4 separate regions of the Zea mays genome follow, and regions 1, 2 and 4 are each linked to region 3. A link is a contact called in public Hi-C data. All regions are on one chromosome and are shown on one strand. Each heading gives the region's core, a stretch centred on a gene start, on an enhancer-like site or on the middle of the called end of the contact. The rest is flanking DNA. Distances are from core to core; before and after follow the strand shown. Region 1 holds the start of LOC103646449 (probable receptor-like protein kinase At1g49730). Region 2 holds the start of LOC103646447 (subtilisin-like protease SBT1.7). Region 3 holds the start of LOC100282542 (40S ribosomal protein S10). Region 4 holds the start of LOC103646450 (nicotinate phosphoribosyltransferase 2).

Region 1 (6,314 bases), core at 2,759-5,258, 150 kb before region 3:
TGATTGTCTTCTCCCATATCAAGTTTGGTCGACCTCTACTTATCTTCACATTATTATCCCATGTCAAATCCGAAGAGAAAATATGAAAATAAATATAGAACAAGTAAGATCCGTCCATATCGATCCAATTACATCCTTAGTGATGATGACTGAAAGGAACTGAGCCTACCTCATCATTATTATCCAAGTTCAGTCCTCCTTGTCTCGAATTTGGGTGTCTATTTACTTTAAAATTAGAAATCACCTAGCCCCTCATAGGTGCTTTTTTATTTAAGATAATGAGTGCAAAAGGGATACCATGTATACCAACTAGAGATATTGACTGTACTGCGATATTGACTGTACTGTGCACATGGTAGATTTTTTAACAAAAAAATGTACAGCGTTGAAGTGTATAAGCGAATTATCTACCTTCTCCTAACAGCTTAAGTTTTTGGGTTGAATTGGTCAGTGCGTCCACTATACACAACATGGAAGAAGCGAAACATATTAACTGGCCATATGCCCTTATGTTTTGCCTCATGTTTGCTTTAGGCTATTAACTCTCATTCTGGCTCCTTTCCCTTATCACATGCACACCGATAGCCATAAATGAGTTCTATATCTAAAATCAAGAATACTCCACAACGAAATGGTAGTATGCTATTATCCAGCACTTGTATCATATGCCATATAACCTCGTTAAATTATCCAATACAGTTGGACATCCTAATGAGCATACGTTCGTGAAAGAATTACAATATCACAATAAAACAACCCGGAAATCCATACCTTCTTGGCCTTTCTTGACACAGGAAAAACTCCATGCATCCAGAGGGTTATTTCCTTCCATCTTTTTGAGTTCTTTATTCTTTCTACGGATTAGGAAAATCAGTACTATCATTAGTAGAATTGCTACACCAGTGACTAAAACTCCAATAGCTGGGAACAGAACAAGCTTGTAACTGCGATGATGCTTGGGTGGCACTACAGGAACTTGCACCGTAAGTGGACTAGGAGAAATATCTGGCGCAACAAGTCCAGTTGGAGCTGGTCCAGATATGTTCACTGCATTATAAATTCAAAGATGGAAGTCCATATCATGTACAAGGTCAAGGTACAGACTACAGAACTACAACAAACAAATACTTATGGGAGAACACACTTTAGTACACCTAAGTACCTAACTCGTTAAGGAAGCAAATCAACAGTTATTATAAAATACAGCTACAGTTTTGCATAACAAAAGCAGATGTAAAGGAATAGTTTCATCTTACCAACTAATATATAGAAATAGATATTTTTTGCTATGAAAACGTACACAAAGATTATAAAAAAGCAGTATGCTCATGCTTAACTATTACAATAAGAGCTAAATTAACATTGATACTAATATATGCTTATTATGAATCTTTAGATTAAGACGCATACCTAATGTTGAATATGTATACAGGAAACTATCATGGATAAACTTGCTTCATAGAATTCAGAGCAATCATTTGGTATGATAAGTTTGTTTGAGCCAGAAGAAATATCCACAACAATCATTTTGCATTTGTTCAATTTACTAGCATCAAGTGATGGGGGAAATGAGGTGCCACACTTTATGTGTTAAAGGTTACATTATATGATCCACTTAATTAAAAGAGAAGTCATATATCAGAGAGAGAGAGAGGTTACAGAATCTAAAAGAATTTTTTACCACAATTTTTTAATGACACTAGCCATTCTACAGAAAAGGGAGGCAAATTGATTTATCAAATATGCAAACCTTGAAGAGCACTAAGCCCCTGAACACTAAAAAAGCAACCAGCTGTATCAACGGTAGATATATTCCCTTGACTCACAAGTGCAACAAAAGCAGCATCACGGCAGGTATTCAAGGTGACATTATCTTGTTCCCCGACAAGATGGCGGAGGTACGACAGACCAGAGTTTAAGCACCTCTTGCAGGTGATATCATCTGAAAGTGTAGTTGCACAGCTTCTTGTGATATCAATGAAATTCGGAGACTGCAACATCTCAAGGATGGTGGTCATCCCATCACACTGATAGGACACTTGAATTTTGATCCCAAGACCACAAAACGAAGCGGCAGTAGGCAGTATCCCCTTTGACACCAATGTATCAGAGATATTGGCAATGCAGGAATCAGAAAATTGAGCCGGAACCCCAAGAGTGCCTGTTGTGTTTGCATACATGGCAGACGAGACCGCAAGAACAGCATTGATGTAGCGGCAACACTTTGAGTGTCCATTTTGGTCCGAGCACACGGAAGCTATCAGTCCGTAGTTGGGCCAACTCAAATCCAAAGGACAATCTGCACGATGGAAGAACGATTACGAATATTGAATGGTGCTGCAAATGTATAGATACAAGAAAGTAGGGGGGGGGGGGGGGGGGGGGGGGGAATCATAGATGACTTTTGAAGACCATCTTAATACTCCACATATTAACTGAAACTGGGGAATATATTACACAGAAAGAACAAAATCTGCAATGAAGCCGTGCAGTTGGCTCTTCCTGTTCATGACCCGAATTGCATCTTACAAAACAGAAACTGGAGTGAATGCCTCAGATCGCAGGACCAGTACAAGGTAGATACACCATACATACAGGCCCAACAGAACATGCAATAAATTCCAAATCCAATGCCCCGATTTCACATCGGACTATCGGACGTGCTATACCAAATATTGAATGTTACCTACGGATAAGCGTGTATGAATACATTTCAAGATATTCAGCAGTATTGTAGAGCACAGGTGACAAGTCTGAACAACCCACGTGAAAACAACAGGTGAGGTGAAGTCAAACAGATTAGTGATTCAGTAACGCCGAATGACAGGACGGGGGTTCTGCTGACAGCAAAATCCAACGGCTACAAAAGCAAGGGCGAGAGAGGCATCAAGGCCCGAAAGGCATACCGGTAACTGTTTAACCCGGCGCAGTACCAAAAAAAAAACCCATTAGGTAAGCGAATTGATGGCGGGTGGCGCGAGGACTCAAGTGCTAGCGATGCGAGGTCCCCCTGTGGCAGACGACACATGCGGCGGCCGCGAACAACTTCTGGCATTATCCCCCACTCCCTAGCGAGGTGACAACGCCTCAAACCCTCAGTCTCTCAGGAGGAAGAAAAATACCATAGCATACTCATAAAAAATGCAGCTCTGGGGGAACGAGAACTAATCTGGACGAAATGCAGAACCGTCACCTAAATCTCCAGCAAAAGTGGGGGGAAATAGGTTTCATGGACTCAACGAATCACCACCAAGGCACAGAAGCAAAGAGCAGAACAGAATGGAAGCACTGGTTTAGGGAAGTGTCGAGTCGAGTGCGCTTCCGATTCCAGCCGCGAGCACAGTCGCCGCCGCCACCCACCTTATCAGGCTCCGAAACCCAGCGATCACCGGTGAGAAACGCGTGACACTGGCGCTAGCACTGGGAACTGCCTGCCAGATAATATAAAGGCGCGGGAAAGGAAGAAGGGAAGGAGAACCCGGCGGTTCGAGTGGCATCGGCGGGTGCTTACCTGCTGCGATCACCGCTGGCCACGGGCGCGCCGCCAGCAGCAGCGCGGCGGCGAGAAGAAGCACCGGCGCGAGGCGCCGCCGCATCGAGCCCGACGAAGGAGGAGGCGGGGTCGGGACCGCGGGAGCGGAATCGGAGAGCATGCAGTCAGTGGCAGTGTGGGTGAGGGGGGAGAAAACGAAGTCCGTCCGGCTCTTCGGGGAGGAAGGCAGGAATGGGATGCCAGGCTGCCCACCCGACGCCAACCCGATTCCCTCGCTCTCCTTTGCTCGCCGGCGCTTTTTCGCTTTGCGCGTGCCGGGCGCAGCCGCGCAGGCGGCAGGCCCTCCCTTTTCATCTAGACTACAGGAGTGGTCGTGGTCGTGGACTCATGGTTGGGTTGGGCTCACGGGCGCGCAGTGGGATAGAGGGATACGCGCCCTGCCGCCTGTGGGTAAATGGGTCTCGCACGTGGCGTGGACCGGCCCATACATACAGATACCTACAGTGCCAGCAGCAGACGCGCGCGGCGCCGCGCTCGAGGATTCGGCCATCGCCCAGCCGTCGCGACGCCGCTGGGGCATCTCGTGTCTCGTCAAGGGCTCGAGAGCCGCTGACCCGACGGCCCTCTCGGGCGACGGCCTACTGCTACTGTGTTCGTCGTCTAGGAGAGGGGGATGGGGACGGGTTGCTCAGAGCCACTGACGGGCGGGCCACGGACTTTGCCGTTCAGTTTGGCGGTGGCGACTATCGCCTATCGGTATCGGCTCGCGTTTGTTCGTACGGAAAGCTGCCGCGCGTACGGTCGCGCCCACAGTGCCACTGGGGAGATCATTTTTCTCGTGTGGGTTCTAGGGTAACAAAGATAACTCCCTACATAGTCGGGTTTTTTTTATTTTTAATATTTTTAAAGTTATTTCTAGAAATGACGATAGTCATTTTGTTTTAAAAAATGATCCATTTGGCCACACCAGTAGAGATGTCCAACAGGGCCGTGCCCGTTGGACGGTCCGTGCACGGCACGTTTTTGGCCCGTTATGAACACGACACGGTGGTTGACGGGCTCGGGCCAGCACGCCCCGTTATTCGGGTCAGGCTTGGGCCGCTGCCGTGGCACGTCGTGCCGGCCCGAGCACGGCCCGATTATTTTTTTATTTTCCAGTGCATTTCTTTGTATATTAGAAGCAACTTTAATAATTTAAATACAAAATAAGTTTGGTTTAGTTGGCTAGAGTGGTGTAGCTAGGCATTTTAAACCCTTCAACTAGGGTTTGAATCCTAGCAAAGCTTGTTTTTATTCTTTTTTTTACTTATTTTTCTTCCCACCCCGGTCAAAGCACGACGGGCCTTAACGGGCTGCGGGCCGGCCCGACCTGGCACAGCTATGTGTGGGCCGTGCTTGGGCCTGGGATGTGGCATGGTGGTCCAGCCCGGCACGGCCCGTCAACCTAACGGGCCGAAACGTGATGGGCCGAAGGCGGGCCCGTGCCGGGCTGGCACGGCCCACCCGTTTGGACATGTCTACACATCAGTCCCTTTGTCGTGGCCAAACAACACAGATGTACCACACCGTTAATTATAACATGTTGGTAAATTGTATAGTTGTTTGTAATTTATTATAATGCTTGTAAAAGCACTAACACATTTAGGTGTGGCTACATGGATGGTACCATGTACTACACAATGGTCGTGGTTAGACATGCTACCTTTGTCATTGCAATAATGCATCACCTTGCATGTAACATTGTCCATTCTATATTGTCGGCGTTTCGACCCCGGGGGGTCCCTAGACCGACGAGTAAATTGTCGCCGCGTGCCCCAGCCCAGATGGGTCGGCGCGAGACGGAGCACGGAGGGGGGAAGCTAGAGGGAGACAGGCGTAAAAGGGGAAACCCGCGGCCTTCGTGTTGTCCCGCGCCCAGGTCGGGTGCGCTTGCAGTAGGGGGTTACAAGCGTCCTCGTGGGAGGGAGCGAGAGGCCTATACGCGCCGTCTCGTCCTCCCCGCGCGACCAACCCTCTGTACGAGTGCCCTGGGCCTTCCTTTTATAGGCGTAAGGAGAGGGCCCAGGTGTACAATAGGAGATTTAGCAGTGTGCTAACGTGTCTAGCAGAGAGGAGCTAGCGCCCTAAGTACATACCGTCGTGGCAGCTGGAGAGGTTTTGGCACCCTGTTCATGTGATGTCGTGGCCGTCGGAGGAGCGTTGGAGCCTTGCGGAAGGACAGCTGTCGGGGCTGTCGAGTCCTTGCTGATGTCTCCTTGCTTCTGTAAGGGGTTGAGGGCCGCCGTCGTCATGGAGCACGTGGGGCGCCATCATTATTTGTTTACCAGGGCGAGCCAGATGGGACGCCGGTCTTGTTCCCCGTAGCCAGAGCTAGCTAGGGGTAGGGTAATGATGGCCCCTCCTGTGACGTGGTCGGTCCGAGCCCTCGGTCGGGCGAGGCGGAGGCTCCTCCGAGGTCGAGGTCGAGTCTGTCTTCCGAGGTCGAGGTCGAGTCCGAGCCCCTGGGTCGGGCGAGGCGGAGACCGTCGGCTGAGGCCAGGGCTGAGTCCGAGCCCTGGGGTCGGGCGAGGCGAAGTTCGTCGTCTTCCGGGGCCGAGGCCGAGTCCGAGCCCTGGGGTCGGGCGAGGCGGAGTTCGTCGTCTTCCGGGGCCGAGGCCGAGGCCGAGCCCTGGGGTCGGGCGAGGCGGAGTTCGTCATCTTCCGGGGCCGAGGCCGAGTCCGAGCCCTGGGGTCGGGCGGAGTTCGTCGTCTTCCAGGGCCGAGGCCGAGGCCGAGCCCTGGGGTCGGGCGAGGCGGAGCTTCCTATGGCGCCCGATGCCGG
Region 2 (6,499 bases), core at 2,422-4,921, 210 kb before region 3:
ATTTCTTAATGTTCCTGATCAGGATGAATCGTAAATATAATAATTATCTTTTCTACCTTATAGTCTTATTTTTTTGTTCGTGCATTGCTAACATGTCTTCCCCGGTCATTGGGCAAATGCAGAGACTATCGGGCTCCTGACAACATGCTTGCCTCCAACTTCGTTCCAGCTCAGGAACCCATAGTTCCCAGCGTAGTTGTAGTCATTTGAGTTCCTTTTCACCTTGCTGACCTGCACCGTGACTGTGAACGGCTGCTTGCTGCCCTTGCCGCCGAAGGACAGCGCCGTCGGCGAAACCGTCACCTTCATCCCTGCCGGCGCCGTCACGGACACACTGTACTTAGCCGGTGCGGCCGCGACGTTTGTGAGTACCCTCTTGAACGTGTGCGTGGCCGAGTTGGTCCTGTTGAGGATGATCGTGAAGGACGGGTAGTTCAGGTCCAGGTTTGCTCCGGCGCAGCTGGGGTTCGGCCGCCCGGTGATGGTGGATATCTGGCTGCCGCTGTAGCGTAGGGCGCACAGCAAGTCGACGTAGTCGTCGGCCGCCGCGTCGTACACGAGGCCAGGGTCCACGGCCTCGTTGGGGCTGACGTGGCCGCTGCCGAAGTCCAGCGGCGTTCCCGGTGACCCGCTCGGCATGCTGACGATGACGTTGCTGGCGCTGTCCTTCACGTACGCCGTCGTCATCATGGCGGACCTGATGGCCGCCGGGCTCCAGTCAGGGTGCACCGACCGCAGGAGGGCGGCCACGCCGGCGGCGTGCGGCGACGACATGGACGTCCCGGACACGAGCGCGTACTTGGTGTAGAGCTTCTGCCTTCCGAGCTCCATGATCTCCTTGTTGGGCACCCACGCCGCGAGGATGTCCACCCCCGGCGCGACGATGTCCGGCTTCAGGATCGTCGGGCTGATCAGGCCCGGCCCGCGGGCGGAGAAGTAGGACACGGTCGGCGCCGGCTTGACGCCGAGCGCCGTGCCGCCGAACCGGATGCTCGCCCTGGGCGCCCCTCCTCCGGCTCTGGCTGACCCTGCCGCCGTCGTCGCGTACTTGGCGATGGCCGCGCCGTCCGGCTGGGTGACCAGCACCAGCGGCATGGTGTACTCCGTCGGCTGGAGGAACTCCTTCATGTCGCTCGCGATGATGGCGCCGAGGCCGCCGTTGCTCTGCACCTCGTCCATCTGCTGCTCGATCTCGGTGCTCGGGCCGCCGGTGCACAGCACGTACTTCCCCCTCACGTCCTTGCTTCTCAGGCTGGAGTACTCGCACCTCTGCTTGCTCCTGTTGCCATGGCCGTAGTAGAGGCTCGCGCTGACGGTCGGCGTGCTCAGCGGGTACACCGACTTGCCCTGGACGGCCGCGCCGCTGCCGAGCGTGACGGTCGCGGTGAAGTCCCTGTCGATGCTCGCGGCGCCGACGGTCGTGATCCAGGGCGCGCCGTTCATGATGGTGTACCCGTCGGAGCCGTCGTTCCCGGCCGAGCACGCGACGAAGATGCCCTTCCGCATGGCGGCGAAGGCCCCAATGGCTATCACATTGGTGTCGTAGGACGTCTCGGGGAACCCCAGAGACAACGACATCACGTGGACGCCGTCGGCGATGGCCTGGTCCATGGCGGCCAGCACGTCGGTGGACGCGGACTCCAGCGTGTCTCCCGAGAACACGGCCTTGTACATGGCCACCCTGGCCTTCGGGGCGATGCCGGTGGCCGTGCCGTTGGCGTAGCCGAAGTAGCTCGCGCCGCCGACGGCGGCGCCGGCCGCCGTGGACGACGTGTGCGAGCCGTGGCCGTAGTAGTCCCGCGGCGAGTCGTAGTCGTCGGGCGAGACCGTGATGCCGCGCTGCTTGAGGCCCTTGCTGAAAGAGCGCGCCCCGATGAGCTTCCGGTTGCACGCGGAGGCCCTGAACGCCTGGCCGGCCTCGCACGCGCCCTTCCACCCCGCCGGGACGGGGCCCATGCCGGCGTCGCTGAAGCTCTCGCTCTCGGGCCAGACGCCCGTGTCGACGATCCCGATGATGACGCCGTCGCCGTACTTGGACGCCGGCCAGACGCCCGAGCCGCCACTCACCAGCCCGAGGAACGCCGGCGTGTGCGTGGTGTGCAGCCGGCCGTACGTCTCCGGGAACGCGGCCACGTGCCCGTCCACGCCCTTGAGCTCCTCCAGCTGCCGCGAGTTGAGCACCGCGCTAAACCCGTGCATGACGTGCGTGTACGTGTACAGGTGAACCGGCGGCGCCGCGCCGGACGGCAGCGACGACAGCACCGAGCGGTACCACCCCTCGTGCTCCACGAACGGCGCCGGCATCTTCTCCGCGTCCATGCGGACGATGTACGGTCGACGCTCACCGTCCGCCGCCGCAGCCGCAGCGGCGCACGCCAGCAGCAAGAGGCTGATGGCCCCGAACGGCGCGGCGGGAAACATGATCGCGGGCGTCAGAGGCAGCCCCAACTGGTACGCTGAGCTGAATCGACGCCGGATGAAGTGAGCTGCGCGCTGAGCTGAATCGACGCTTGGGCTCAGAGCTGCCGCTTCTTATGCATCATCATCAGCGGAGTGGAGAGTTGAGTGAGTGGATGCTACAAGTGGAGAGCACTCGCCGTCGCGTCTCGCCGGTGCAGTGGATAGTACAAACACACACACATTATATAATGGATCCCATGGCGGCCATGGGTGGCCAGGGCCGTACCTGTGGCCGTGGGGTGCAGAGGGTGCGGCCGCACGGGCCCAAAAAAATACAGGCCCCCAGCTATTGTATGGTAGCATTTTTTCTATTGAACACATCTATTATAGGCACAAATACGTAAAGAAGTGATGCGCTATCGAGTTATCGACTAGTCTCGCTTATATTTTTAAACTGTCTCAATTACTTATCGAATACTTCATCCGTTTCAAAATAGTATTTGTTTTAGTTCTTGATTTTTATGTTTATATTGATGATGATGAATCCACTAAAGAAGCAAAACAAATTCTATTTTGATATAGGGAGAGTATTATAAACTATACATATGATGGTTGCTTCGGCAGAGAGAAGCTTTTAAAAATTGAAATGTTTTTTAACTATTTTTGGTCAACAATAACTCAAAAGATGTTAAATGGCTTGACGATTTTATATATCGGAAAAAAGTTGTTGGATCAGATTGATCTCAATGATATAAAAGATGACTTTGTATCACAAAATGTTAGAAGATATTTTTAATAATATCAGATAACAAGTGTTTTTTGCTATATTTTACATTTGTTATCTTATAAACTTCAAAATAGTGCATAATAATTTTTATATGTCAAATATTTGATAATATATATATATATATATAATTATATATATTTGTGTGTGGGTAGGACCTCAATATCGGATTTCGTATTGGGTCCCTGAAAAGTCAGGAACGGCCCCATGGGTGGCCTGCATGTCTGTTGACGTTGCAATCATTGTACAGTGCCATTAGCCTTTCACGAAAGCAATGTACTGTGCATATGTAAACTATATATATGTAATCGGCGTCTGGTGCGCGTCCATGTCGCCAGACTTGCTTTCCGCCCACGGCAGCGCCGCTCTTATTCTCCTGCCTTTACAGTGCTTGCTAACACACACACACACACACACCTTGTTTACTCGCCAGTCAGTTCGTTACGCAATTGCAGACTAGTGCTTTCCACTTTCAAGCCAAGCTGCTGTCCTGTCCTGCTGAGCCAACTGCCGTTATCGACTTATCGCCACCTCAAAGAGATGCAGGAAAGAAAGAAGCGGGGGCGCCATTTGGGTATGGACGTGCTATCTGTTTCCTGTTGATACGATCGCGTGGAACCGCTGCGCAACAGGCAGGAACAGCAGAGCATGGAAAACAACAGCGCAGTCATGCAGTGCTGTGCTGCCTACTGTGGCCTGTGGGTGCTGCGTGCACTCACTCAGGCTGCAGGCTGGCATCATGGCATGCATTCAGGGATTGGAGGGATGGTGTTCGGTACGTGCTGCGGTCATAGCTGCCTTCCCTTCCTTTCATGATGTGCTCCTTTTCTCCGGCCTTGTGCTCCACCACCGCCGGCCGCCTTCTCGCCGCCGGACTGGACTGGATGATAGATAATTAGATATATAGGCGGGCAGCGAGCACTGAGAGCGACCGGTGACTGAGTGAGTGAGACCTCTGGGGCCTGGAACAGTGCAGCGTGACGACCGCGTCGTCCTTGCTTCAGTTCTGAGCTCTCTCTCTCTCGCCGGCTCGCGTGGTGACGGGCTCCGATTCCGGGTTGCATTCTCCATTCAATTTACTCTTCTCGCGTAACGAACTCTGCAACCACTGACGACGACGCGGCCCGGAATTTAGAGGCAGTTTTTTTTTTGAGGCCGTCGATCTTTCTTTCCTTTCTTTTCCTTGCTCTGGGTTTCTGAACAATTAGTTACTACTACATGTCTGTCTGAACTGAAACTTTGGTGAGTAGGGCAAAGATTCCAGGCGGAACAGCGCAGCGCGGTCGCACGCACATTCATCGATCCCGAGTTTCTAGCGTAACAGATTCTAATTCCTGACGACGATGGCATGGCAACACATCAACCAACAGCCCGGCACTGTACAGATCATCAGGGATCGATCGGTTGCTTGCTGCCTGTGAGCTCCAAATCAAATCAGTATGTGTATGTGTGTGTGCCTATATATATATATATATATATATATATATATATATATATATATATATATATATATATATATATATATATATATATATATATATATATATATATATATATATAAACCTGCCATCGCACTGTTCCACAGTTCGGTTACTCCAAACTTCGCTTCCTGTGAACTCACTGCGTATACGGCACAGTGCACTCGTAATTGCGAGATAGCTCCATACATGCAGCTGGACACAAGTACAGGAGATTGGTATCACTGTTTAGGCTGACTCCGTCGGGACTCGGAACTTGTACACGCCGGTACAAAACACTCTTTTGCATAATAGAGTTTATTGTTTATAGAGTGAAGTTTAAAATAGAAGGCGGGAGAGTGAAGATGACCTATATGGATGGTGTTCGGTTCTCGACTCGCGATGTGAACAAATGATTCACGGAGCTATTTGATACGGCACCATAGTAGCATTGGTTGTAAAGGGTGGCAACTGTCCTGGCAAAGCCTCTCTCTCTCTCTTTTTTTTTTCCAGTGGCGATTACTGATCATTGGTGTGTGATTATGAAGCGAGGAGGCCGGCACGGCAGCATGATGCAAAGGTGAAGGGTGGCGATGATGCTCTGCTTAGGTCGATTACTAACTCTTAGCGCGGTTGGTGTGTGTCAAGCGTGCGGCTTTTGCTTGCTGTGGACACAAGGCCACCACCAACGATTAAAAAAATGAAAAAAAGGGTCAGGGTTGGCCGCTCTTGTTTCTATAGACCTTATCTAAAGATTAAGCAAATACTCCCTCGGTTTCGTTTTAGTTGTCGCTGGATAGTGCAAAATTGAACTATCCAGCGACAACTAAAAAAACGGAGGTAGTATATTAATAACAAACTGTGCGCTTCATGCGTATGCGCTCTAAAGCAAAGTTTGATGCTTACTTCCAACTCTCAGGTTATATGGTCCAGGACAACTTTTACAAACCAAGACCAAAAAAAAAAAAATCAAAGATTGGGAAGCATGTGTCGTGGTTATGCCTCAATGGCTCCATGTAGTTGTCTTGGTTTTGATAGAGGTTTCCTTTATCCAAAAGACAAATCTTTAAGATGCTAAGAAGTTGGAAAAAAGAGAATGAAAGGATATGAAGAGAAAAAAAAAGGTTATAAGCCTAGCCCAACATTGTCCCTCTATCTGGGCCCAGTTTAAAGAACGGAACTACCAAACTGTCACAAGAAAAGTGTTCGTAACCTTATGTTCCTAGCATAGAAAAAGATGTTTATTCTTTCTTTATGTAGAGAGGGAAAAAGACCAAAAGGAGAAAAGTTGTGTATTAGGGTAGTCCCAACTCCAAAACCTAAGTAGCTGCTATATTATCAAGATTGTCATATATTTTCTATTACATCTGTCTAGGATTAATCAGAATAGGTTTCCTAAAAAACTATAGATTCTGCTAGTTCAATTTAGAGTCACCTCCTATCTTAGATTTTCTAAATTCTAGTCATCCTTATTACAAAGCTATCATGGTCTCGCAGAATCTATAGTTGAGAGTTGTTTAAACCAAATATATTTTAGTTTTTTCACAATCATCAACACGTAGTAGCTTTTTTCACAACTTATAGTTAGAATTATATTTTTAGAAAATTGAACCAAATAGATCCTCGATTAAATCTGACTAACTTTAGATATGATAAATTATGACAAGTTAGGCATTCATCCAAACGCTTCTTAAATTTCGTCATCTCTTCTATCCCCGGCACTTTCTCTCTTCCTCGATTTCTTGTCTCCGTATATAATTTGCAGCGATGCTGGCAATAGGTGTGGCCTTGTGATGGGGCAGGCACCTGAGTCTCTGGGAGCAGAGCGTGGAGGGCTGGAGCCCGGAGGTGCATGACG
Region 3 (7,042 bases), core at 4,359-6,858:
GTCACCTAGCACTATATGTGAGTGTGAATATGCACCAACACTACACTAGAACTCTCTTGGTCAAACTACTCATCGACAACCCCTCTTTATAGTACGGCTAAAACAGAATAAAAGACCTAACTAAATCACGAGTGTCCATAACTCCTTGACACTCGGACTATGTAGTCCTTCACTTTTTGTTTCGTCGTTTTAGCCGTCGCTTCGAGTTCTTATCTCCGGGATTGTTTTCACTGTTGTAGTACTTCTACCTATAATGCGATCTAACTTACCATTTGTCTCTGCAAAACACACGTTAGTCACATATAACATTACGTTGTCATTAATCACTAAAACCAACCAGGGGCCTAGATGCTTTCAGGGCGACAGTCTAGCCGACCGACCGGCCATGTTACCTCCCGCTGCACCTAGCCAAGTCGTTAGCGACCGTCTAGGCCGCCACGTTAGCATAGTCATCGCCACCGGTCTAAGGCAGCTCCACCACATTCGTTCTCTAATTCCCACCCCTAAAACCTAGTTAGTCGTCCATTTTCTATTTCATCATGCCCGCTTGTCCCTTCTGTTTGTGTCTTGCTTTTCTCGATACCGTCATCCACTATCTCATTGTCTCTAGAAAGGTTCTTAGCACTCCCACGATACCTCTAGGAAGGCTACCTCCTCAAAGGGGGTCAACTTTCAGACACCGACGCATGTCCCTAGGATTGGGCTGACGAAGAAGCACTCCAACAACCACAGATGCCGTGCACCCTAGTGCGTGAAAGCATATGTAGTGTCTGTGACACGTATGTGCTCGTCAACACACGTCGTCTCACAGAAGACCTAGTTGACCTGGCTCGAGTCACAATCCCAATGGGACGACGACCACGATAGAAGAAAGGGCGACTTGGGCCCTCGAGCATTTGACCATGCCATCCACGCCATCGAGTTTCTCCATACCATACCCTAGTGTTCTCGAGATTACCAACCTGAGTCACTCGAGGACTACCGCCTCGCTTGAGGCATATGAGCGGCAAGCGATGGCATACTATAAAAATATAATTAATAAAAAATCTAATAATCTCCACTATATTAAAGCACTAGTTTTCCCTTAAAGCACTAGTTTTCCCACTATATTAAAGCACTAGTTTTTCTAGTTCCACGGTTTTCACCGTCGTTATGCGCCCCATATTTAATTGAATAATAAAATGATAAAATTATATATAAATAAGAATTTGAACCATGGTTGTTGGCTCTAAGCCTATATTCACACCACCTAACTAACAAACCATACATGTTTGTGTTTTATATTATTATATACTTAAATATAAATAGAAAATGTAGCAACGAACAAACACTTTGCACTTTGCTATTATTATTTAATATTATAGATTATAGATATTATTATTTTTATTGGAAAATCCTAGTCAAGCTTTAGGTGATTATCTTTCAAAAAAAGTAGAATGACTTATAGTTTGGTAATTTGGGATGAAAGGAGCAAGGGCCCGTTTGGTTTCTTTAGTCCAAGGACTAAAGTTTACAAAATAGATTAAAGTTTAAGTAAGTAGATTAAAGTTTAGTCCTTACCTATTTAGGTCTATGGACTAAAAAGTTTCAAAATATATTAAATAAATCATAAGAGGACCAAAATACTCTTTCTCGTTCTCCCGCTATTAGTCCCACTATTAGTGCAACTGAAATAAAGGGTAGGCAAAAATGGAATTAATATGATTTAGCTATTTTAGTCATCCCTTAAAAGACTAGAGACTAAAACAGATTAGTTCCTATTTTAGTCCCAAGAAACTAAATAAGACAAAAATAAAAGAAATAATTTTATGTCCAAACGGTGCCTAATATGAATTGGAATGGGATGGAGTACCACGTACTTTAACGATTAGATTTGCTACCGTTCTTTACGCATGGCTCCAAACGGAAACAGGCAAACAACTAGAAACAACAAAAGAACAAAATAGCATCACCAACCCTTCAGACCAGTCAACCACCATACGGAGGACTGATTACTCGTAAATTAGCGAAAACGTACTTACTTGAAAATCCAAACGTTTTGCAAAGACTACTATACTGGAACCAATGTATAAATATGGAACATTTTTTTTGCATGTCAGCACTAGCCGATCCGGAAAACATTACTAGTACATAATAACCGTCCTTCAAAATTAAACGCCTCACGGGAGGGGAAACATCATGTCCAAACTAAGGGCAGCTTCACTGTTCACTCCATGGAAGAGGTCGGGCCAGCGCCAAAGCCGCTGCCACCACCACGGCCAAAGCCAGGCCTTGCGCCAGAACTCTGCAATATTGTAGGTGCACAAATATACGTCAGCAAGTCTGAAATACAGTACATGACAAGTGGGTAAACAATAAAATAGAATTTTTCGATCTCCCAGGAAAATTTTAGATGTCCTCTCCTACAAGAAAATTTCAAGAGGCACACAGCACAGTTGCAGTATTATCAGCCTAGGCTAATAACTGTGCATTGTCCCTCTGCTTTCTGTTTGTAAATTAACATGATATGACGATATTATTCAAATCTTTGTGACTAAATACAGGAGGGTGCGGCCATACAAGGGATCAAGTCCACAACGATGATATATCTAATAGCAACATAGAGAGGAAACACTGGTTGAGATGTTTTGGACATGTCCATCGGAGACATCTAGAGGCACACCTGTGCCTAGTTGGATCCAGGCATGATAGCAACATTGCAATTGGAAGAGAGACAGGGAAAGGAAAAAATTGATATGAAAAGAGGCAGTAAGATAAGATTTGAAAGGATGGAATATGTTTAGCATTGAATAGAACTGCATCTAGAACAGCTATCGTTGTTGTTGTTGACACCTCAAAGAGAGACTTGCTTCAAATGTCTAGCTTCAATGGAGGGATGGCAGGAGATCAAACAGACAATCACCACCAAGTCCACCTTTTAAAGTAGTATAATGGTTACTACTATAAAAGACTGAGTTGGAGCATGATAGAATGGTGTCTCATCCAAAGTGCATTCAAGATTTCTAACTATCAGCAAATCTAGGAAAATGACTTCAAAAAAATACTTTTAACTATTCATTTCAATCCTAACATTGTGCTTGCCCACCCCTTAGATTGCACTCTGATGTTTCACACTGCCAGTTTCACTTCAAGCTGCATGATGTGAGTCTATATGCACAACACATGAACAATTGCAGGTGGAATTTCAACTCGGTATGCTAAAAAGTAAGAAAATAAGAACATGGCATTAAAACACAAATATGCTTACCCTGAAAGATGGCTGGAACTCAGCAGGAGCTCCACTCTTATCGCCACCAAAGTCACCGGGAGCACCACGAGGGCCACCACGGTACTCATCCCTGTCTCCAAACCTTGGTCTGTCTTCAAAACGACCAGGGCCCCTACATACATTACAAGCAAAGAGAAGATTAAATAATAGCATCAACAATTAAAAACTTAACAATCCATACATAACTGGTTAGCTTTAATATATTCCTCAGTAAAAACACATTGTTAAAAGCACACAAAATATGATCTTGCATAAAATTAGGTTGACTTCTTTGCAAGGATATCCTTACTAACAAAATGTGTCACCCTAGAGAAGATTTTGTCAAACCAAATATCAATTTAAAATAAGTAAAACAATGCCGCTATTCTTTAATAAACATGTATTCTTTATTTACTCATGCATCAACCAGCTTCATAAGGGCGCACATGTAAAAGGCTCTAACACTAATATCCTCGAGCTACAGTAGTACAAATATGTTGCATCGCACCCAGTAGCGGATACAAAGCTAGGGCCAGTAAAGCCATAGCCCTAGGCGTTAAGGAAAAAACTAGAGCAATCCCATTATTTTTTTGGTTGCACAAATGATGTTTCACATGCTTCTCCTCTCCCTCGCCTGCTGCGTGTGACTGTGTCTGTGAGCCTAGGAACGAGGCTAAATCCTAGTCTCCTAACAGTCTCGCTGGCACTGCTCTGTAGTGCACACGCTAGCTGGCTGGTACTGTGCAAAAGGCAAAGCAAATAAGCAGAGGCACAATACACAGCTGCCCACTGCGCACATCACAGATCACACCAGCAGCAGGTTGTTCCTTGTTCCAATTATCTAATCCCTCAATCTTCATTTATGTGATTTTTGAATTTTGCAGCCAACAGCAAACATAAAAAAAAAATTACTTGGCTTACAGTAGAGAGATGGCATTGACTACTTTCACTTTGGTTCCTACACCAATTATACAGCCAATGCAAGCTCACGAAGCCAAATACAAATAAATGAAATGATGTGATGATGAATAATATCAGCATCATCTAGGCTTTTTTTAATCACTTTTATGTCTTCATGAACTCATCAGTTTGTTGTTGACTTTGGGGTTAGAATTGAAGTACAATATTAAACTATATATGGATCCATCTAAATTTCCTCCTAATAATGATATATAAGTACATTACTTTTGTTGTCTATTAGTATGTGATCCGGTGTTGGACGTTTAGAATATTGGCCTTGGTCACAAAAGTTCCTCAGATCCACCACTGATTGCACCAAAACACATTGGAAAATGCAAAACAAGCACCATCAAGAAGTAATTTACTAGATAAAGTTAGCCCTATCATCAAAAGATCAGAAGTGCACAAAAAACTACTTCAGACTTGACTGTAGTATACATCTGAAATCATCACCAGACATGAGAAACAAACATGTGAAATCATTACTAAACACATTTGTTAAGTACGCTCAAGAATTTAGGCTTTACCTTGGGCGGTCACCAGGAGGGCCAGAGCCAAATGGACGGCCCAGTGGCCTGGCAGACTTCTTGAGCGTGGCAGGCACGATCTCAGACGGGAGGTTCAGGTAGTTGCGTAGGTGCTCAATGCCATCGTTGGTGAGGTACCAGTAGTAGTACTGCCAGGAGAAGGTCTCTCTGACATACTCCTTGGACTTGAAGCTCTGCATGAGCTTGATCACCTGGAGGTTGGGCACATCAATCTGTGGGTGCTTCGCCAGGTTGTAGTCCTTCTTGGCATACAGCACGCCCTCTGCAGCAGCAAACACATCAAACTAACAGAAACCGTATGAACATAGCACACATCACATCAGACCATGCTTTCAATTCTCGGTGATGGATATACATAGAACCTGTGTTCAATTCCATAGTTTAGGGGGCACACAAATTTGGAGTGCAAAACTATTTCACAAGTTCGCTGTGTCAAGCCTATAATATATCTGCTCGTAACTCGTAAGTTTGTGAGATGCTAAAACTAGACCAAAAAGTGAACTCAACATAATACACTAGTGCTATCCTAGTAATAAGGAAACAGTTTGAAGACGTCCCCTCCTAGAAAGCGAAACAACCAACCAACGCAAGTTACCCTACTGCGAGTTTAGCGGACGAATAATCGCATACCCTTGAAGAGGTACTTGCAGATCTCATTGCGGTTCTTCTTGGGGATGATCTGCGGTTGAAGAAAAACAGGTGCGATATTAACACCGGCAGCAGAACAGGCGAAAGCCGAGGAGCAGCAGCGTATTGAGCCTCGCGCGTACTCGCTTACCATGGTGGGCCGTCGGGCGCGCGAGCTCCGAGTGCTGGACTGCTGGAGCGTCTGGTGTTGCGTAGGTGGCGGTGGCGGTGGCGGCGGCGAGTAGGGCACGGGTCGGGAGATGTCTTTTATACCTGTCGCCGCGGTGTAGGGTTTGGTTCGATGAGCAGAGCGAGGGTATAAGCGTCAAAAATAGAAGCGGGGCCTTTCAGGCGCGTGTTTGGACAGCGATTCCACCGGGCCCGTGGAGGCTGATATTATTCCACTCATCGTCGTCGGGGCCAGCTCCTCTCGCTCTCGGTCCTTGCTTGCCTGCCGTCGTCTCATCTCCAGGTGGACCCAGGACTTGCAGGGTGCAGCCGAATTTCAGTCTGGAAGACCATCATCAGTCTCCATCCATCTGCCCGCATGGCTGCCTGCCTTCATCGGCCATCTCTACCCGAACACAGCATCACCGACACTTCTGTGAAATACCTGACCGGGCAGGTGCAGTCCTCTTTTTTGTGCAAAACAACGGCAGCTGCAACTGCAAGCCTAACAACCAGGCCCTCGCGAGCAGGAGAGCGGAGGACGCACCCCCAACAGCATTCCAATCCATGGCACAAGCTGCACTGTACTTGAAAGCATCCAGCCTGAACAGCTGAGCAGTCACACTGCTACGACTATGACTGTATAATAAGGGTGTGTTTGGTTTGACTTTTGGCTTTGACTTTTGCCCCCCTAAAAGTCAAAAGCTAACCAAAGGGCTGGATCCAGAAAGCAGCTTTTTCTAAAAGCCGGCTTTCTTGTAGTGCAAATCTGAAAGCACCCCTGGACCTGCTTTTAGTGGCTTTTCGGATGGAACTGTGAAAACATATATCGAAGAATTTTTAATGACTTTTAGTTGTTTCCACCAAACGGTTTTTAGCTTTTTAACAGCTCACAGCCTACAGCAGCTTTTTTCACAGCTCACAGCCCACAGCAACTTTTTTCACAGCCACAGCCTAACCAAACAGACCCTAAATCAACATACGGTACGAATATGACATCAGAAACCGAGGCTATATACCCAGGCGGATGGCACAACAAACAGGCAGCAAGGTTTGGAGGTCATCGGCCAATCCTACTGGAACGGTTTCAGCTATAGCAATGCTCAGTCTTTTTTTCGCCTCAGGAATACACACGAGCGCGCGCGCCTTTATCACACAAAATCATCCTTCGCATAAATATACGGCCCCAAGAAAACCAACTGGAAAAAAATCGCTATGGCTAACATATCGATTCAACAATGTACAGATACTGTCACGACGACGACGACCGACACTGGTGCTTGTGGAGTTTGCATGCCCGACCAACCAACCAACCAACCATATCCAGCTTCTTTATCAGGCACAAACTCAAGCGCAACCACCGTTTTCCTGGTGGCTAGCCAAGCTAGTCCTCTTAGTTTCTCCACTTGAAAGGTTCTCCATTCGGTGCGTCCTTTGGAGTGTTGTTTCCGCTGCTATCGCCAGGTTCGCTTGCAGGTGGCGTTTCCACCGA
Region 4 (6,365 bases), core at 3,682-6,181, 180 kb after region 3:
AGTAAAGGACAAAATGCATAGAATTTTCCTTTCTTAGATATTTTGCATTGTTTCCCTAAAGAAATAGGATCATGATTGATTCTAGTTAGGAGGTTTACATAAAAATAAGGATGGCTTGCGTAGGGATCAAGCAAGCATCTCTATATAGGAAGAGAAGATGTATCAATCTAATCAAGCAAGGCAATTATCTTGCATGCCCTCAAGGGCCATCTGCCACGTCACCCTATCTCACTCGCATGCTCAATGTGCACGACCACGACTCCTATGCGCTACCAGGGGTATACGCCCTGGCCATTGATCTCCTACCTATACAACCTACGTAGTCGTGGTATGATCTCGGATCCTATCAATTGTACAAAATGTAAACACATTTAAGATTTTTTTGGGGACAAACTACTTTTTATGGTGAGGGATTAAAAGGCAACTATGCAAGGATAACTTAACTATACTTACTCAAACATTATTATAGAGCAAGGACCATAAATATGTTGGATTTTAGTTGTAAACTATAAATGCAAAAATAATCCACCTAGTTGCGTCAAAACCTCCCATAAAACAATATTTTGAGGCACTTATTGCTCCATCAGGTCCCTGCAATAATACATCCACATCAATATTTAACATAGAAATACTAATGTGTTGCAATGACAATTAAAAAGGGATGGATAATTGAATATCAAACCTGTGCTCGTCTTAAACCAAATTCTAACAGAACTTTTGACTTTCCAGCAACATGACGATGACGTGCAGCATTAGTAGTTACCAAAGAAGCATAATTGATAAGATTTACAAATGGGGTCTCAAGAAGTTGAACTACCTGATGGTGTAATAACAAATGGTAAGTTATCAGAGGCATTTCAAAATTCTGGTCAATGCTCATATCGCAAACATGTATTAGCATAACTGGTGAGGGCTTCGCACTTACAGCAACCGGACCTTCAACTCTCATCAAGGGCACTTTTGGAAAAACTACTGATCCCTCAGGAATAGAGTACACCTCTACATCAGAGCAGTCAACTTCCCCGAGATAATCGAAGAAAGCACCCTAGGAATTGTAGTTTACTTCAGAAAATGAACATTTAGCAGGAAAACACCCAAATAAATAGTGTTTATAAAAGTTAGGTGAAAAACAAACAATCCAAGACACAGTGCGTGCATTTAAAATTACTTCCGCTTCCTCCATGTGAAGTAACCAATTCTTTCTAGTTCATGCTAATTGGCCTTGGTGACTAAAAGGCATTATTTTCAGCAAACCTAACAACCTATCTCAGAATCATGGGAAGAAAGAGGCTACTCATGTATGGATGAGGTGATACCGCACATGTTGGCATGACTGATTGCAGGAAAGAAATGTCATGTTCTGTGAACTTAAAATTCGCCATAAATTTGATGCACTCCTCAAGGCCAGCAAAAACAGTGAACTCCCCACCAAATGGATTTTTCCTAAAGTACAGGTCAAACCTGTGAAAGAAAAAGGATTCAAGTCAGAATTAAGTTGACAAAGCTATTACGTGTGATACATTATTTCTATCCATAGACAGATTGTATCCACTGAAACTCAATCAGAAGGCTTGAAACTAGATTCACTGAAAGGTTTATGGAGGACTAGAACTTGCATGAGGAAGCAGACAACAGGCAGAAATGTTTTCTTGGTCGTAATAAGACTAAAATGCAACAAGATGGGTTGCATTGGATGGACATTCAAATTGCTACTAAGTAGTCAGTTCCCAACTTCCCATGAAATGACAAAGATTATTTTGTGAGTTCCAAGGATTAGAAATTCTTGAACCTTTTTTCACCAATTGTCTGAATTCATTATAGATGCATGGTTTTGAAAATTTGCTGAGAGATTGAAATTCAATGACCATAAGCTCCAAGTCAATTCCGGTAATCTTTATTTTAGGGTCTCCATGGTCACGGGTCTAGCTGTTTATATTGCGGTATTTCTACCTATAATCTAGTGTATGTGGGTCTGTGTAAAGTTGTATGAGGTTTTCTTCTTGCCTCACCTATTCTTCTTAATATAATGATACGCAGCTCTCCTGTGTTTTTGAAAAAAAAATCTGGGATGTCTGGGAGTGTCCTGAATCAGGCCTGCGTGCCTATCTGGAAGAAAACTTTGTGTAATAATCCAGTAGGCGTCGTTTCCCCCCTTGCCGTGATGTTGTTCACCTGCATCTTGATATGTCGAACTCTAGTAGTTCTTTGTTCTGCTACCCTGTCTCTGTGTTGTATTTCTATTATGAAAGTAATATAAATGGGGAATCCCCTTGTCAAAAAAAGCTCCAAGTCACTCTAGTAGTACTTTTGCCCTTTAGGCCCTATGAAATACACAAGTTGCCATTTTTCCTCGACTCTAACAATACCAAGGCCTACCATTAACTTTCCATAATGCCACTTGCATTACATTTTCCTAAATTTGAGATAAAAAATATTTTAACATTGGCATACTTTATTTGGAGTCACGTGGAGGCATCTCTGGTGCAATCTAGGGAGCTGCTGAGGTAAATTAAAAACCGTTGCTTTATGAGAAGCCGACAAATATTTTAATACTGTGGACAAACAACGTTTTAATACAATGCATACAAGGAAGTTCTATCCATATGAACTTAAGGGTATGGGGCACATATGACCATTAAGAACTAGGGTTACATTCCAAGACATAGAGAAGATCGCTTCACACAAAGTTCTTGTTTACCTCAGTATCGACCAAGAAGTTTTGCACTGTCATGCTGTACGAGCAATATATAAAACAGCCCAGGGTAGTTTCAAGGTACCTTCCTAGAATATTCTTTGAATGACACAATTATAGCTTTTCCCCCATAAAAACTCCCCTGTTCCTGAACTAGCAGCCAACACACATATGATGATATCACCTTGTTTTTTTCTAAAAAAAGGAGTTTTCTGCAACTAAAATATGCAACTATTTTAAGTCAAAGTTGCTTTCTTGCATACGTTTGTGATTGTACACATTTCAAACCTTGGATGGCCAAAGCAAATAAATATAAAACCCAGAGATGAATTGATTGACTTGTTTGTTTACTCAAGCAGTAAATGTCATTCATCTGTTTGTCTATTCAAATGTCCACGTACCTTCTGAATTACATCATAATAATACTCATGTGTCATGTCATATGCAAATTGTGAAAAATATCCAAGAGATACAATTAGAACTAGGAAAAAAAGGTTTGGCTCCTAAAGCCAACTTAGGATAAATTAACACCAAATGCAGAATATACCTCTAAGAAGAGCACGATAATCCCAAATGAATGCATCGTCCACTCCAAACAAATAAAAACAGATAAATATCAACATCGACAAGGAGCAATTAAAATTGCACAATGGAAAGGGCTCAGCGGAGAAATACAAGGTTGAGCAATGAAAATGAAAGCCCGGTTTGAACACAGTACAGCACAAATCAAAATACTAAAGGTGGCATCCCACTTGCTCAGTTTTTACATCGGCAACATTGTATTAGCAATAGAGAATGCATATTGACATACATCAACTGTAGATGTCGAGACGAAGATATGTTTGAAATCAGTGGCGGATCCATGCAGTGGTGAGTGAGGTCTGGCGCTCGCCACAGCTGAGATACGGCGAGAATACCTCCGGTCGGTGCTGAACAAAAACATGCAAGCCTACCTGGCAGCTGAGGGTGTGTAGTTCCTGCTTTACGTGGCTCATGGGCTTTTAGAGTTCTGGTAAAAAAAAGGTATCGTATAAGGCGTTGCCATCTTGCCAACGGTTCAGCAGTTCAACGATTAGATCAATCTCATGTTCTTCTCTTGGGCCATGACGGGGAAGAAGGAAAAATAAAATTGCATCCAATAATTCTTTCTACTAGTTTAGTTGTTTGTCACATGATTTATCAGATTATGCACTGAATTGTTTATAAGGTACGTCATCAGAAATTGTTTTTTTAGTTTAGCATATTTGTATGGACATGTTTATTGTGCTCGTTATATTTGTAATTTCAAATTTTGGAAGTTTCGCCGTAGGTAGATTTAAATCCTGACAGCCACTGCTTAAAATATCACTGCTGGGGCAAGAGAAAAATCTAACTAGACACGAAAAGGATTCCGAAAGCAAAACCAGAGCACCAGATCGAAAATAAAATAAAATACTCTGAACAATCAATGGTCCACGATGTAAAAAAACACACCGTCTTAGCCCACAGTGGTGGGAAAACAATAAGAGGGAAAATCAGCAATACCAAATAACCGATCCTACGAGAACTAACGCTCCCAGCACATTGATCAGAACCAAAAACGAGAGCACAGCACTAGCAACAGAACAGCAACAAGGGAATTGCGGCAGGGAGGGACCGAGCTCCAATCCAATACATGGCCCTGAAAGCCCCATCCCTCAAAACCTAACACGGCACGGACAAACCGTCCCGACTCCCGCCCACCACCCTCACGACAGTCGACAGATCACAACCTCCCGATCCAATCCAATCCAACCGGCACCGCTGAACAAATTGCGCACGGGCACAGCAACGAAGCGGGGACAGGGAGAGGGCGCTCACACGGCTCGGTCGGCGTGCTTCCCGGCCTTCCAGTACGCGTAGGCCATAGAGAACTGGTATTGATCGGTGAGCATCGCCGTCGCCATGGGGTTAGTGGGCGCTCCCACCGCCGCGGCCACCCCCGCGAGGGAGCCGTTGGCGCTCGCGGGCGGCCCCGACGTCGCTGGTGCTGCCATCCTGGCCTCCCCTCCGGCCTCCGGAGAGAGATTTCTGGAAGAGTGGAAGGTGGCTCCGCCTAGGGTACGCTTGCGTCCTGGACGGGGCGAGAGAGGCTGCGCCGGAACCCGGAAGGAGGACAGGAGGAGGCGGGAGCGGAAACAGCTGGACTGCTGGAGACCCGAATGACGGAATGAGGCGGGTGGAGGCGGAGAAGGCAGGGGCCCGAATGGAATTTGTGAGCTTGGCCGGGATCTGGGCGGTACGTACGGTATGGATGTTTGATTTATAGAAACTAATTTATTTTATTTTATTTTAGGTTCTAAATTAAAACTAAAACTCTAATTTAGTTAATAATTAAGAATTAAAATAGAATAAAGTGGGTAGATTAAAAATTAGTCTCCCTAAACCAAAGGATCCCTATCAAATAGTAGTAGTATGTGTTACAAAGTATTGTCATGTGATCAACCCTCTCCCCCTGACAGTTTTCTCCCAAGGGACACACCCCTTGGAAGACACTGTATTCACATGTATATAAACCAGATTCTCTGCAATAAAGAACTACTACTGTCATTTGTCTCTCTCAATTCTCATTTACCACTGAGTATATTATAACACGTTATCAGCACCACTCGATCAGAGAAGCGAGAGATGAAGGGAAAATGAAGAACTGCCCTACGCGTCACCGACGCAGCGCTTTCTGTAAGGATCATGGCGCGCGTACTGGTTTACGCTCATCCAGAGAAAAGTAGGATGTTATTACCCTTTTCTGATGTGTTCTTTTGGCACTGTCGTTCTTTCAATTTCTACACAAATTGCATGATGGACATTGCCTGGTTGTGGCTACGCGGACTGCAGAGGCAATTAACGCTTGCCAGATTGCACCTCACGAACGGGCAGGGCCCGCTCCTGGCCGGAGGCCGCGCTGGGTCTGCGCTTGGCCGGAAGTGCCCTGGCCGAGGCCGCGCGCCCTCGCGCTGAGGCCGTGCGCTCGCCCGCGCGAAGCCACGCAGGGGCCACACGAGTCCGCCGCGCCAGATCTTGCGCCGGGGCCGGGGACGACGCCCTGAGCCGCCAGGGCTGGGACCGCGGCCGTTGTGCCTGAACCACAAGGGGCCGCGCGCCGCCGTTGGAGGCCGCTCGCCTGACCGGGCCCGCGCGCACCCGCCCGCCTGGCCGAGCCTCCCACGGCCGAGCAGCGCGCTCGCACCGGGCCTCTGCGCCCGTGCCGAGCGGAGGGGTCGCGCCTGTGCAGCCGGGGACGCGCCGGCGTGCCGCCAGGGGGCCGCGCCTGTGCAGCCAGGGCCGCGCTGCCCGGGACCGCGAGCCGGGGCCACCGCGCCCGACCTGGCGCCGTTGGGGCTGGGCCGCCGTGCCGAGGCCGTACTCGCGTGGCGCCCGCGCCGGGCAACCTCGTCGCGCGCTGCCATGCCCGCGCGTCGTGGTTGGGCAGCCGCTCCCGCGCTCGCGCCCTGGCAACCGCCGCAACTGGCCGGGCCGCCTGCCGGCGAGCCGAGGCATAGGGGTCGCGCCCGCGCGCAAGGCTGCCCGTACAGCCACCGCGGTTGCGCCCGCTGTGCGCGCCCCAGCCTGGGCCGTGCACGCGCCACCGGAACACGTGCCCAAGCGCCCGGCCGGGTCCGCGCCGCCGGAGGAGGCGGCGGCCGTCCCTGTCCAT

What was found. A called contact is a pair of places that touch in the nucleus more often than the background predicts.
Region 1: a contact with region 3 is called in a Hi-C map of tassel, with 5 times the contacts expected there. The contact joins the promoter of LOC103646449 here to the promoter of LOC100282542 in region 3. A contact is called at or near these places in 7 of 25 Hi-C or Micro-C datasets (ear, endosperm, leaf and 2 more).
Region 2: a Hi-C map of root tip shows a contact between it and region 3, with 4 times the contacts expected there. The contact joins the promoter of LOC103646447 here to the promoter of LOC100282542 in region 3. A contact is called at or near these places in 10 of 25 Hi-C or Micro-C datasets (bundle sheath, ear, endosperm and 4 more).
Region 4: a contact with region 3 is called in a Hi-C map of leaf, with 6 times the contacts expected there. The contact joins the promoter of LOC103646450 here to the promoter of LOC100282542 in region 3. A contact is called at or near these places in 2 of 25 Hi-C or Micro-C datasets (ear and leaf).

What each region holds. Positions count from the first base shown.
Region 1 is chr2:53,225,356-53,231,669 of Zm-B73-REFERENCE-NAM-5.0, forward strand. It overlaps LOC103646449 (probable receptor-like protein kinase At1g49730), which reads right to left and starts at 4,009. Exons shown (of 9, transcript XM_020548298.2): 1 at 3,512-4,009; 2 at 1,751-2,299; 3 at 772-1,047. The coding sequence starts at 3,653.
Region 2 is chr2:53,173,267-53,179,765 of Zm-B73-REFERENCE-NAM-5.0, forward strand. LOC103646447 (subtilisin-like protease SBT1.7) reads right to left here and starts at 3,672. Exons shown (of 1, transcript XM_008671183.4): 1 at 1-3,672. The coding sequence starts at 2,421. The coding sequence ends at 106.
Region 3 is chr2:53,377,581-53,384,622 of Zm-B73-REFERENCE-NAM-5.0, forward strand. LOC100282542 (40S ribosomal protein S10) reads right to left here and starts at 5,609. Exons shown (of 5, transcript NM_001371870.1): 1 at 5,534-5,609; 2 at 5,386-5,434; 3 at 4,735-5,017; 4 at 3,248-3,380; 5 at 2,069-2,284. The coding sequence starts at 5,536. The coding sequence ends at 2,207. It overlaps LOC100274438, which reads right to left. Exons shown (of 7, transcript NM_001148797.1): 7 at 6,667-7,042. The coding sequence ends at 6,944.
Region 4 is chr2:53,563,251-53,569,615 of Zm-B73-REFERENCE-NAM-5.0, forward strand. It overlaps LOC103646450 (nicotinate phosphoribosyltransferase 2), which reads right to left and starts at 4,932. Exons shown (of 16, transcript XM_008671185.2): 1 at 4,532-4,932; 2 at 3,504-3,701; 3 at 1,317-1,461; 4 at 926-1,045; 5 at 683-817; 6 at 530-591. The coding sequence starts at 4,707.